Linked DNA regions of Danio rerio: all the other regions are linked to region 1. The links are chromatin contacts, called in public Hi-C and Micro-C maps. All regions are on one chromosome and are shown on one strand. The core of a region is the stretch at or near the end of the contact, and the rest is flanking DNA. Distances in the headings are between cores, read along the strand shown. Region 1 holds the start of rbm15 (RNA binding motif protein 15). Region 2 holds the start of ngrn (neugrin, neurite outgrowth associated). Region 3 holds the start of hspa1b (heat shock protein family A (Hsp70) member 1B).

Evidence for each region. A called contact is a pair of places that touch in the nucleus more often than the background predicts.
Region 2: a Micro-C map of caudal fin shows a contact between it and region 1, with 2.6 times the contacts expected there. The contact joins the promoter of ngrn here to the promoter of rbm15 in region 1. A contact is called at or near these places in 1 of 18 Hi-C or Micro-C datasets (caudal fin) and 1 of 4 datasets of contacts at active chromatin or transcription factors (embryo).
Region 3: a Hi-C map of hematopoietic stem cells shows a contact between it and region 1, with 2.5 times the contacts expected there. The contact joins the promoter of hspa1b here to the promoter of rbm15 in region 1. A contact is called at or near these places in 4 of 18 Hi-C or Micro-C datasets (caudal fin, embryo, hematopoietic stem cells and 1 more) and 2 of 4 datasets of contacts at active chromatin or transcription factors (embryo and gastrula embryo).

What each region holds. Positions count from the first base shown.
Region 1 is chr8:26,685,234-26,689,865 of GRCz12tu, forward strand. It overlaps rbm15 (RNA binding motif protein 15), which reads right to left and starts at 2,294. Exons shown (of 1, transcript XM_001335784.9): 1 at 1-2,294. The coding sequence starts at 2,147.
Region 2 is chr8:26,928,383-26,933,014 of GRCz12tu, forward strand. ngrn (neugrin, neurite outgrowth associated) reads left to right here and starts at 2,716. Exons shown (of 4, transcript NM_001045253.1): 1 at 2,716-2,745; 2 at 4,511-4,632. The coding sequence starts at 4,512. It overlaps nfyal (nuclear transcription factor Y, alpha, like), which reads right to left and starts at 2,576. Exons shown (of 8, transcript NM_001002731.1): 1 at 2,493-2,576; 2 at 1,772-1,860. The coding sequence starts at 1,846.
Region 3 is chr8:26,865,000-26,869,631 of GRCz12tu, forward strand. hspa1b (heat shock protein family A (Hsp70) member 1B) reads right to left here and starts at 2,339. Exons shown (of 2, transcript NM_001100062.1): 1 at 2,259-2,339; 2 at 1-1,585. The coding sequence starts at 1,566. It overlaps ahcyl1 (adenosylhomocysteinase-like 1), which reads right to left. Exons shown (of 17, transcript NM_201293.2): 17 at 3,438-4,632.

The DNA.
Region 1 (4,632 bases), core at 1,044-3,543:
CTGGTGGCGACGCTCAGGTCCCCCTCCAGGAGGTGCATGCTGGCTGGGAAGTTACTGTTCTTGAGGAGCAGCATGCCATTCCAGGCCATGCTCAGCTTCCCCCCTGCGTCCTGTTTTGAAGCTTGGTTGCTTTTGGAGCTGCTTTCGGATCTGTCCCTCTTGGATGCACCTTTAGCTGAATCGCCCGCTTTGCGCTTTCGTTCTGCAGGGCTTGCGCCGATGCTGGACTCAGAGAGGTTGCTGTTGCTTTTGATGCGTTTCTCACCGGGAACTCGGTCCAGGCTGCTGCGGCTCTCTCGTGCTGGGGACACCCGGTCTGCTCTCGCTGGACGCTCAGAGTCACTGAAACGTCCGTCTCGGCTGCTGCCGCCTGGGCTGCCCTCAAGCGACGGGGGTCTGCGACGGCGGGCCGCCCACTCACTGCTGCTGTCAGGCGAACACTCCAGATGTCTGCCGTCCTCCATGAGCCGCCGTTTTCGTGCAGCTTCTCTGCCTGGCAGCTCTCGCTCCAGTGACCAGGCCTCTCGCCGTCGTTCACGCTCTAAGTGTTCAAGGGGCTCAAATGCAGGAGTTCGTACACGTTCACGAATAGTAGGTGCTGGCCACTCAGCCCCAGCATAGAGTTCTCTTTCTCTGAAGTGCAGTGGCGGAGGAGTCCGTTCTCTGACCCTGATGGCTTCAGGGGTGGCACGATGAACGAAAGACTCAGCCATGATTTCATAATGTTGCAGGGGGAGGGGCTGCAAGAACTGTTGTTGGTAGCGATGCTCTGTGTCAGCAAAGTCCACCCTCAGCCTCCTGTCAGGACCACCAAGAGGAAATCCACGCATGTGTGTGCAGGCTGCCTGAGCAGCGTCCAGGCTTTCATACTGAATATAAGCCCAGGTGTCCCCTTTTCTGTAGTCTATAGTCCTAATAGTTCCAAAGCGGTCAAATTCCCGGGCTAATGCAGTCAGAGGCACCCAAGGGCCAAGACCACCCACCCATAGTCTTGTGGTTGGGGTGGCTTTACCATATCCAATTTTTATGGGGTTTCGGCCCACAACTTTCCCAGACATGCTAATTTTAGCTCTGTGAGCCATGTCCAAATTCTCAAATTTAAGGAAGCCATAGGTGCTGCTCTGGCCACGAGTGGGTCTTTTAATGTCCACCTCAGTGATTGTCCCAAATCGTTCAAAAGCCCTCCTCAAATCGTTTTCAGTCACAGTAATATCCAAGTTACCCAAAAACAGTGTGCGGTTGGCTCTCTGGTCGTCCTCTGGAGAGATAAAGTCCTCCTCACGGAAAGGAGCGGCTCGCTCTGCTATGTATGCGGGCCGCGCCCTCGCTTCATAAAAGGCAAACTCTCTTTCTCTTTCCAGCTCTCTGGGCAGAGGCGGGGGTGGGGGAGGAGGAAGCCGACCCAGTGCTAACTGCTGTAACCGGTAGTCCCTGTAGCCCAGGCCGGTTGGAGAGAGCGGCCTCTGAGTATGCAAATGTCTATGGCCTGCAACAACAGAGAAATGATCCTCCTTCACCGGAGAGCGACTCCTCCGCCTGTTCAAGTAAACTGCCTCGATTTTTAAAGGACGGTCGTAGAGCACCAGCCGGCCTCGTGCGTGCTTTGCCGCCCTGGCATCATCCGGTCTCCTAAAGTTGACGAATGCGATTCTCTCGTCGTTCACTCGGCTGATTTTGACGCTCACGTCACCAAATTTTTTGAATTCATGAAAGAGGCCGTCCTCGATTTCCTCGTCACTCAGCTGCGAGCCAAGCTCGCTGATTTTTAAAGTTTTGTACTCACTTTCGTTTGTGGGAAGCGGTGCGCGCGCCTCCCCGCGCGAGTTGGTGCGCGCCGCCTCTAAGGACAGACTCGAGGCGTGATTTTTGCCGCTTGAGCTCGCAACAGGGCTCGTGTAACCGTGGTTATTACCAGTCCGACTGGATACATGTCCGTCAAATTCCCGTCCGTCTCTTTTATCTCCAAGCAGTCCCCGTCGTGCAGAGCCCCCGTCGCTTTTAGACGAACTATTGCCGTTGTTGCTTCCTCCGCCAGAATTCGAGATAACCCCCATTTTCTTACTGGTCGGATGGCTTCCTCCCCTGTCTCGTATATCATCCAAGGCCCTTGAACGTTTTTTCACCGGCGACCGCTCTTTACCTTTCATGTTAGATGTCCTCTGGCTTCACGCGCCTAACAAAACACTTTTTTAACTGTAATGCTACCGCAACGTCAACGAATTTGCACGATAAACTGAATAAATTGTTCAGTGTCCCTGCGGCAAAACAACCGCATACGCCATCTTGTCAAGACTAAAACATGACCCGCCCGTCGACTTTGATTGGTTTGAATCTCTGAGAAACGACAGCGCTATTGGCTGATCCGTCTGTCAATCTAAAGCACTAGTACAGCGCCCAGTCTCGCTGTACACCATTTTAGCTTCAAAAGCCAAATGTTTACTATAGCCACTTTATAAAACACAGAGGTGACATTCAACTAACCACACATATAGTCTTTGAGAACATGTACTGCCAATATTATATTTGCTTCTTAAACCATATTTATTAATCATCTCGATAAATCTACAAAGAGTGCTTTGTATAGGCTATTTTTAAAATTAAACGGTGTTTAACTTTAATAGATGCTAAGAGTCTGAGTTTCACCTACATGTTATTTCTTATAAATTTAAATGAACTGTGCAATCTTTATAAAACGTAAGTAATCCAAATAAAAAAAAACTAAAACATTCTCGTTGTTCACTTGATGTCCAACAGATGGTGGTGTTTGCCTTTCACAGAGGTGAACGGACGTGAAAAAACAGCCTTTTAACCATGTCGGTCAGCTATAGATGAGCATTTTCCATGGGTTTTAGCCATTGGTTTTAGCCTAATAACTGAAATAATTTCTTAACTAAAACAATGCAGATCTCTGATTATATGCCCATGTCTGTGAATTTTTTTTTATGTTAAATTGTAAAAAATAAATAAATAAATAAATAAATAAAAGTAATGTTATTGCCTTTAAATTAGTTAAAATTTATCTTAAAACAATTTAGTGTTTTACAATTTGCATGCTTTACTCATACCCTCAGGGACCATTATAGTTTTAACTTATACAATTATCAATTCAACCATCAAAATTAAAAAAAATTACCCCCAAATTATTATTTTTTTCAATGAAGAAAAATAGGAATATATTTATAGGACAATGCTTTGAACTTAATACAAAAACGTCCAAAACCTTAAATGAGTGATAATAAAACAAAATACAACTATTTTAAAAACTTTATCATGCACATAAACACATTCATCCAATGTTGATTCACCAGAAGACAAATTGAACAGCCAACGTGTCATTTATTTATTTTTTACAATGCACAAACTGCATTCAAAATCAAACACTTTCTTGAGTATTTGAGTAGGCTACATACTTTGAAAACACGCCCTACATAATGAACATAGTATTGTTTGAACAATCTAGAACTACAAGATTAGCCATGTTTTAGTGTCACGTGCCCTACATCTTCAGTTACGTCACTTCACTGGCATTCACAGATCCTCTCATGTTGCCTTATGGAATAGTCCCTTGGAAGCACATTGCAGAATCTCACCAAAAGAAGTAGGTCATCTGAATACTTACTACAAGTATAATGAACCTCTTTGTTTTTTACTTACTATAACATAATACATTTCCCAGCTATGTGTTGCAGCTGGAAAAGGGATCCGCTGTGTAAAATATTTCGTCACCTTGGAATTATAAGGTTCTATCTGTGTTCTGAATGATTTTGAGATATTGAGCTTCAGAGTTTTTGCATTCCATAGCAAACAGTATGTGAGTGACATTTGTTTAGTTTTTTCAATAAAGTCTTAAATGTAAACAACATATAAAAAATCATCCCATGATGTAAATAAGTTGTCATTTAAAAATAATGTTAATAACTCAAGTTTGACAAAAATGTCAGAACCTTATAATTTTAAATTGAAAATATACTGGATAAGTTGGCGGTTCATTCTGCTGTGGCGAGCTCAGATTAATAAAGGGACTAAGTCAAAAGAAAATGAATTAATAAATGAATAACATAATAAAGAATGTGATTTCAGATGCAGCCCTGGACATTACTATTAAAGGGAGTAGTTCACCCAAAACTGCAATTATGTCATCATTTGCTTGTGCTTAACTTGTCACAAACCTGTTTGAGCCTCTGGTATCCCTTTTGCACATTTTTTGACTGTAAGTTGGCAACTATTTTTTATTAGAGCAGACTATTTGCTTAGTATCTGCTGATACTGCTCCACCAACAGACATGCTCTTGCCTATAAGAAACGTACATGTCAACTTCAGTGGTAAAGTACTGAAAAATTATATTACAGATAAAAATTGTTACAGATTTAACATTTTTTAAAAAAATCTTCTTTTGTGTTTAACAGAAAAAGGAAAACTCATAATGGTTTGGAATCACCAGATTAGCGTGAGTAAATTTTCCATTTTTTAGTGGGAATAACTCATCGAGGCAATTTCAAAGCAGGTATTGAAAATTTACTCACAACTGACTTGCCCACAAGTTCCAAAACTTTATCAGTTTCTTTTTTTCTTGTTGAAAAAAAAAAAGATATTTAGAAGAATGTCAGATACCGGTATAGCCAACAATTCAC
Region 2 (4,632 bases), core at 1,466-3,965, 240 kb after region 1:
TTTAATCTAAAACATCTTAATTTGTGTTCCAAAAATGAACAAATGTCTTGGGGCATTAAAAAAATGAGGTTGAGTAATTAATAACAGAATTCTCATTTTCGAGTAAACCAAAACATTTTTTTTTTTAATCTAAAACTTTTGTTTAGTGATACCAGTGGCTGTTAGGTGAACTGCAGCCTGCAACTTTTTGCTCAGCCCCAAGTACTGCAAATTTACCTGCACCATGTCAGCAGATAAAGTACACAAAATTACACATGTATATATTCACAAATCAACATAGACTACGTAGATGTGGTTGTATGACACTACAGTTTATATTGATATGGCATTTGTTTCATGTATCTTGGAACAGAAAAAAAGACACTCAGGAGCGGCATAAACATCACATCCTTTAAAATGATTTCTGGGGTACAATTTAGAGATATCCACAACAAAAATAAAAATGCGATTAAATGATATCCACCCCCTAAATTATAATGGATACAGAGAAATAAACACTACCCAGATTAATTTAATTGTTGATTAGTTACAAATACTCCTCGACAGGTACATGCAGAGGGGGGCTTCTGATGCTTGAGCACCAGCCCTTTTTTTCTCTTGCAGAAAAAGTTCCTTCTCAAAATTAAAGTGCCTTTGCATCTTCTCCCTCAAACCCCACTCCCTTCACAATCACTCCTCACTGCTTGACATTATATACAAAAATGAAATGGGATAAAAAAAAAATTTAAAGACTGAATTACCACAAACAAGATGTGGATATCAAAAAACATAGAGAGAGTTCCTTATTTTTAAAACCCCAATATCATACGCAAACAACTCTCCATGCAACGGGTTTGCTAAAGACAGTGTGCACAGTCAGAAGCATTACGAGAAAAATTACTAAAACTGTTATGTTTATAAATGTTCTGAGAAAATCTCTCTGTTAAACAAAAATTGGGGAAAAAATAATAATTGGGGCTAATGATTCTAACTTGAACTGTATGTCGAAAAAAAAAGTGCTCTTAGAATGGACTGGGGACTTTTTTGATTTTAAATACTCCTTTTGTATAATGATATGCACTCCGATTCGTATAGTATGAATGCGTAACCTATGTACTACGGATGTTTACAATATGCAGCATAAATTAGATATTGTTTTTTGTGTGTGTATAAATATATCTAATATAAATTAGTATAAATATATATCAATTAGTATAATTCTATATTAACCTAAATAAAAATAAATGTAAAGTTCTAAAAATATATTTTAATGATCATATCACACTCAAGACTAATAATGAGGCTTATCGAATCATGGGAATAAATTAAATCTTTCTATGTATTTACAATCATAATATTACAGTTTTTATTGTATTTTTGATCAAATAAATGTAGACTTGGAGAGCAGAAGAGCTTCATTGAAGATATTAATTGACTGATAGTGTACATATAAATATTGTCTTTCTGACTCACAGTGTTGCAAAATGCACTGGGTGTGTTTGGGTCACCTAAACCTTGCGTTTTTTTCAAAACAGAGAATGCTCATTTAAATAGAGAGACTTTGCAAGCTAGTTCAAACACTATTTACCCAGTCCTTTCCTTGAATTGGAAATCACTTCCTGAAGTACCGCTTGTGCTTTTTAAAAATACCACTGCACCTGATACACATCTGCATAAAGCTAAAATTAGATACAATAAAAATGGAAAACATATCGGGCACACACTCATTGTGCCCCATTTTCCATAGTAAAAGTCACTGATTAAACAGTAACATGTTTACATTGGCTCTTACCTGCTGTTGGATTTGCCCATTGGCAGCCTGAACCACTATCTGATCCCCACTGGCTGTAGCTGTATATTGCTCCATCTTTTCTTCCTCACCTAATTTGTAATAAAATACACATATAAAAGAATCACAAGGTTATTATTGACTATAAATAACTCTAGTAAATTTCTATTAAAAGTTTTCTGAGAAATATGTTAATAGCTGCAGGTTTGGGCCTCAAGCCAAGTGTATTTGAGCCTAAATGTTTCCTTGAAGAAAGTGCTTAACATTATGAACTTAATGTTATATTACCCACTGACTTTGATGGTTTTAGATGCACATACACGTTTAAGATTGTAAAAGATTATCATGAAAGTCTTAATGATTCACAAATTTGTGCCATTTCATCCACCTCATAAGGTTTGTTTGGTAAACATCAGTTGATCATTGTTATAAACTAAGCTGCAACAAATGTACTACAATTCAGCATGCTGTGTAATTAATATAAAAAGCTCTTATTTGACAAACATTAGCAGGTCTGTCTTTGTTTTGAAGCGCTTTATTAAAAGTCTCATTCATGTTTAGCGTCCGCTCCTGAGCGCGCATATCATCTGTCTCGCGCTTTCTCCCCTCTCGCATTAACTGATTTGATTTCTGCATTTTTCGGAATTAGTCATTTGGTTGGTCACTGACAAACCAATCCGTGTTGTCAGCTACCATTTCCCTTAGAGCAAGCGCAACCCTTTACCGTTTCTCCGGCTGTCCGGTTCCCTTCTGATTGGCTCCACTACAGATCTCAAAAACCCAATCAACACAGTGGTGCGGACAAAATGGCGTAAAATGAGCCACACAGAGAAGAAAGGGGGCAGGCTTGGCGCATGTGATCGGCGAACGGAGCCGAGTTTGCCCGAGTACAATCGAACCACTGCAGCGCATGCGTACCTGGTTAAACTCACGGTTTCCGGAATAATGTCACCGTGAAGGAAGAGCGAGGGGAACATGTGAGTGCTTTGCTTGTATTGTTTACGTATCGCATCCGACGTTATGAGCTTGTATATTGCCACAATTTGGGCTGTGAGATGAATTGTTGTATACAACTGAAATAAAATGTTGAGTTTGAACAATTCGCTTACGTAGAAATAACGCAGAATGTTAAATAAATGTTATTTTCTGTTATTGTGCAGCTTCATATATTGATTTGTATCATGTGAATATGATACACATTTTAATTAACATTCTTCGTCATACTTGGCATGTTGTTTTATCATATATCGAAGTTTTTTTTAAAGAGAAATGTCTTTATATTTTCACTTCACAAATCAGAGGAAAAAAAGTAAGTAAAATTGCTTTTACAAACTGTTTTTATTAGTTAGTTGTAATATAGAAGAGCATAAAATAATTTAATTTCCAGCTCTATAAATGGGAACAACTTCTCCAGAGAAATCAACATTAAGATATGCATTGTAAATGGAATCAGTACATCTGTAGATCTGTGTAAAAAAATGAGGTAAAGTTTTCCCCTTAAAGAATTTTCCCTTCTTAATATATTTCAGAAAAGTATTCTTTGCCTATTACAAATAGGGAAATCATATTAGTAGCCAATGACTATCAAAGTACAACATTGTTCATAGTCAAATAAATAGTGCTAATGTTGTCTTGAAGACATACTTGCATGTGATTTTTAAACAGAACATTTAAAGTACCATGGTAAAGAATACAGGGAGCATGTCACAAGCTGTCACTGAAGGAATGTGTAAATATAAAACCAACTTTACCTCAATTGTAAAATAATACACACACACACACACACACACACACACATGTATTTGGATGTTTCATTTCTACTCACCTACAACGTTATAGAAGCAAAAAACTCAACATCTTACAATTTAGTATTTTATTTAAAATAAACTGAACTGTTTGACTCTAAAGGAATAGTTAATCCAAATAATAACATTTGCTATTTACTCACATTCAGGCCATCCAAGAAATAGGGCACTTTCTTCTTTAATGGATTCACTGTTATGCCATAAGTTTGGCCTGTATTTGTTTTTCTGCTCTCAAAGTTCTGATTCGCAAAGGACTACGATTTCAGTTGAAAAAAAATCTAAAATGCTGAAAAAAGTATTCTTTATCATGGATGTCCTGAGGATGAAAATAACAGCATATTTTATTTTTGGGTGAATAATGGCTTAAAATAACTGAGATTTTAATGTAATGTGTCCTCTTACTGTTTCATGGCTAATAGACCCGTTTCACACTTCTGGGTTCCTCAGTAGAGAAAGTCGTCATAGTTGGGAAAACTTATGCAATGAATGAGAGAATACAACAAATAATTTTTTACAATCATATTTGCTGAAATAAAAAAAGAAAAAATCAATGATGATGTTATAAAGACTTTCAGAAAAAGAAACAAAATTGTGTGAGACTGATAATGCCAGCCAGAGGAGAGAATAACTTCAAATTAATTTACTGTCCTGTCCTATAGACGCTGCATTAGAAACCCGTTCACAAGCGGTAATTCATGTTTTGTAATTTAAAACAAAGATGATATAATTCATGCATTAATACATATAAATATTCATACGTTTTTTTTTTTATTAAAATATTTAAAACTTTTTTGTTGGATTTAAGATGTTGATGACCATTAAACTTGTCATAACAGGCTTGTGAAAAGGGTCCATTACAATTAGTTGAATAGTCATTTTCATGTTGGATCCAGTTGAAGTTTCGGATATCACTGTCTTTGTATCTCTGACCATTTAGAATGGTGTCCCCCTGGAGAAGAGTCCTCATGCTGGCCACCAAACTGGCCCCTGTCCCAGGACCTGCTGTCTGCCAGGCCCGTCGCCATGCCAGTCGAGGCTCATTCGGGTGGATGTCAAAGA
Region 3 (4,632 bases), core at 1,089-3,588, 180 kb after region 1:
CGCATCTTGCACCATACGCTCGATATCCTCCTTGCTCAGTCGACCTTTGTCATTGGTTATAGTGATTTTGTTCTCTTTTCCCGTGCTCTTGTCGGCAGCGGATACGTTAAGAATTCCATTGGCATCAATGTCGAAGGTCACCTCTATTTGAGGTACACCACGTGGTGCTGGTGGGATCCCAGTAAGGTCAAACTTGCCAAGCAAATTGTTATCTTTGGTCATAGCCCTCTCTCCTTCAAACACCTGGATCAGGACTCCCGGCTGGTTATCGGAATATGTGGAGAAGATCTGCGTCTGCTTGGTGGGGATGGTGGTGTTACGTTTGATGAGTGCAGTCATGACTCCTCCAGCCGTCTCGATTCCCAGGGACAACGGAGCCACATCCAGAAGCAACAAGTCCTGGACATTTTCCGAGGTATCACCCATCAGGATGGCAGCCTGCACCGCCGCTCCATACGCCACTGCCTCATCTGGGTTGATGCTTTTGTTGAGATCCCTTCCATTGAAGAAGTCCTGCAGGAGCTTCTGTATCTTGGGGATCCTGGTGGAGCCGCCAACCAGAACAATATCTTGGATCTGAGACTTGTCCATTTTGGCATCTCTCAAAGCCTTTTCCACTGGATCCAGCGTGCCTCTAAAGAGCTCCGCGTTAAGCTCTTCAAAGCGAGCCCTAGTGATGGAAGTGTAGAAATCGATGCCTTCAAAGAGGGAATCGATCTCGATGCTAGCCTGAGAGCTAGATGAGAGGGTCCTTTTAGCTCTCTCGCAGGCCGTGCGCAGCCGTCTTACTGCTCTCTTATTCTGACTGATGTCCTTCTTGTGCTTCCTCTTAAACTCTTCAACAAAGTGCTTCACCATGCGATTGTCGAAGTCCTCTCCACCCAGATGAGTGTCCCCTGCTGTGGCTTTCACTTCAAAGATCCCATCCTCAATCGTCAGGATGGAGACATCAAAGGTGCCTCCGCCGAGGTCGAAGATCAGGACATTCCTCTCTCCCTTCCTGCCCTTGTCCAGGCCGTAGGCGATGGCAGCTGCTGTGGGCTCATTGATAATTCGCAGCACGTTCAATCCGGCAATGACCCCTGCGTCTTTGGTCGCTTGCCTCTGTGAATCGTTGAAGTACGCTGGGACTGTGATGACAGCATTATTGACTCTATGACCCAGGTAGGCTTCGGCAATCTCTCTCATTTTGACCAGGACCATAGATGAGATCTCCTCAGGGTAGAATGTCTTGTTTTCCCCTTTGTACTCGACTTGAACTTTTGGTTTGCCATCTTCACTGATGACCTTAAATGGCCAAAGCTTCATGTCAGACTGGACAACCTGATCATCAAACTTTCTGCCAATCAGTCGTTTGGCGTCAAAGATGGTGTTGTTGGGGTTCATGGCGACTTGGTTTTTGGCAGCATCTCCGATGAGTCTTTCTGTGTCTGTAAAAGCCACATAGCTTGGAGTGGTTCGGTTTCCTTGATCGTTAGCGATGATCTCCACTTTGCCATGCTGGAACACTCCAACACAGGAGTAAGTGGTTCCCAGATCAATGCCAATAGACAAACCTTTAGCCATCTTTGATTGTTAAAATCACCTGCAATATTAAAAAAAAAAAAAAAAACATTATTTTTATTTAATAATGTAAAAGCTATTTATGGGATTATTTAAAATAATTAATCAATTTTTACAAAATTATAGTAATAAAAAAGCAAAACAAAAAATTAAATGTTTTTAAAAAAATGTATATATATAAAATATATATTATATTATATTTTCCAAGAGATGGGTTGCAGCTAGAAGGGCATCCGCTGCGTAAAAGATATGCTGGATAACTTGGCGGTTCATTCCGCTGTAGTGACCCCAGATTAATAAAGGGACTAAGCCGAAAAGAAAATTAATGAATAAATTTAAATATAAAAAATATGTAAATATTACTGATTTATCTGTAAAAATTAGACATAAGACAATGACAACATCTGTTTAATTAAAAAACAATCTTATATAAACGATGACAATTATATTAAATATGTATAATTTATAACATTATATTATAATAACATCTAAAAAAATATTACGTTGACATCAATGAAATGTCGCTGACTTGCATGTCTAAATTAATACACTCTACTTCTACTTTAAAAAAAAATTAATTATAAATATATTTTATAAGAATTCCTAAAAAGTGTGAGTATATAATATTATTTTAAACTATAGAATACTATAGCAACAACAACAAAACAAATTTTCAAATGTTAAGTCTCACTTACAGGTCTTGTGAGTTTCTTCAGTCGCTTTAGAGAGCGGATTTCAGCTCTGTTTCGGGTTGCTCGAGTCGTGTTTTCTCGTCTGCTCGGCCCGAGCGTTTCTGCGCACTTTATAGCAGTCATCCTCCTTCTAGAAAGCCCAGATTTCTCTTGACTCTGGCCGTAACTTTAGAGTCTGACAAGCCCTGAAGCTTCTAGACGCGGAATGGGGGTCTCCTGCGTGCTTCAAAGACACGTCAGAGCTCCAAACATAGAAACGGAACAAGCTGGAATTCTATTTCTTTTCTGTGCAACAAGTGTTGGGTACTACTAGATTTGTCGCTGATTTTTCCGTCACATATTTCTAACTCATTATTATATTACAAATGACGTTATTTTTATTTCATTATTACTTTATTAAGGGCATATTATTTATGTAAGACGTGCCATTAAAACGCCGAGCTGTTTTGTCACATGCTATTTGTTACTTTTCTCAGCGATTACCAGGATGGGCCAATCGAAGTATCTGAGGTGAGAAAAGATGCGCCGTTAATAAGAACAAATATCTGACACGGTTATTATATATTTCGGGTTTTCTAGGATCGATTATAAGGATAAAATCGCTTAAGTCTGCCATAATGTGTCAGAGTTTTGCAGATTTTTGTACGCTAAAACGATACTGAGTCTGAGGAAGATGTTTTTACAAGCATGATTTACTACCAATAGTATTTTTGTCGGATTTTGTAAGTGTATAATGCCTTTAATTTTTGACTAGTAACGTAAATCAAGGCTTTTTATGACCATTTAGAAACACTAATTTATGTTTAAATTATAGTCTACGAATCATATTTCGACTAAATTTAACCAGGACTATGGATTGCCTTTTTGTCTATGAAAGTTACAAAGGTGTAATGTATTCATATTTTTGACCCAGGTAACGCATTTTTTGTTTAAAAAAGAAGAAAGACATTACTGCATCAAAAATAAAATACACTTCTAATAATACTGAAATAATATTAAATATGGAAAAATTATTTTCACAGCCCCTTTAAACAGAGTCAAAAACTGTGTGTAAAGACCACATAAAATGCCCATTCAAAAGCACATCTGTGAAGTTATTGCAATGTAAATTTGTCATATATCAAAAACAGTAAACACAGAAATGCTTCTAACATTAATATCATAAATAAAAACAAAAACATATTTAGTGAGAGCAAGATCTTTAATGCAGGGATTGGATGACGTCAAGGCAGAGGAAGCACATTTGACAAATGATGCAGTGAAAGGTAAATCACAAAGTGCAGATGAGGCAAATATATTTAGATGGCAGATTCACAGTGATATTTACTTAAGACATATGCAGTCCCTTACAGATGGCCATCCAGATATGTGGGCTTACTGTGAGTCTAGCCAAGGTACGTTGAGGGCAATAGGTTCAGCAAACCATAAACGCCTCAAAATCTTATTTCAGCTGCAGTTTAGAGCTGCACGACTCTAGATAAACTGAAAATCACATTTTGGTTTTATTTGTTTAAATACAAAAATCAGGATTGGATTCTGAATAGACAAGTTAAAGAAATTACAAATAAAGTTAATAATTAGAGGTGCTGACAAAATCGGTTGCTTTCTACCTTTTTTAATTAATATTATTATTATTAAATATTTTTTTCAGTCTCAGTTTGAACGAATGACTCAATAACTTACTCATAAAGACCTTTTTAAAGTTTATCTTGAATAAATTATTCTGCGACATGAATTTGAATAGCTGCAGCCTTTAAGTTACTTTTAAAAGGTGATTTTGATCGATACAGTAAGTCCCAAATGTCCTCCCAGTACTTCTATGACAGTTTAATGTTTGTAACACCGAAAAAATAACACTGGATTAAAAGACTGAAGCAGTTTCATAACTTTAACACAACAACTGCTCTGTCTGAATCCGATTTAAACGTTCACTGTGATGGTTAAAGCTTTAATAAACATACATATCGCAAATCGTTTAAAAGAAAGATTGCGAGTTTTAACGATTAATCATGCAGCTCTACATATATTCTCATCTACGTTCGGCCTACATGACATATAATGGTCAACAACGTTATCTTAATATAGGGTTTCATGAAAGGCCACAGAGATGATGGAAGTGTGCCAGAATGTGAACGGGAAAAATCCCAGTTGGTGACGTTATTCATAAAATCCCCCCAAGCGGGGTATATATGTAGCAGCAGGTGCTGCCGGGTCACAGAAGTTTCTGCACACAGTGGTGTGTATCATATTGCCAGAACATTCTAGCATTTAGCCGTAATACACAGTACATTCATTTAATAATTTAAAAAAAAGCTATTATACTTTCTTATGTAAGAGGAATATTATGTGAAGACTAACAGGTTCATATTAAAAAAGC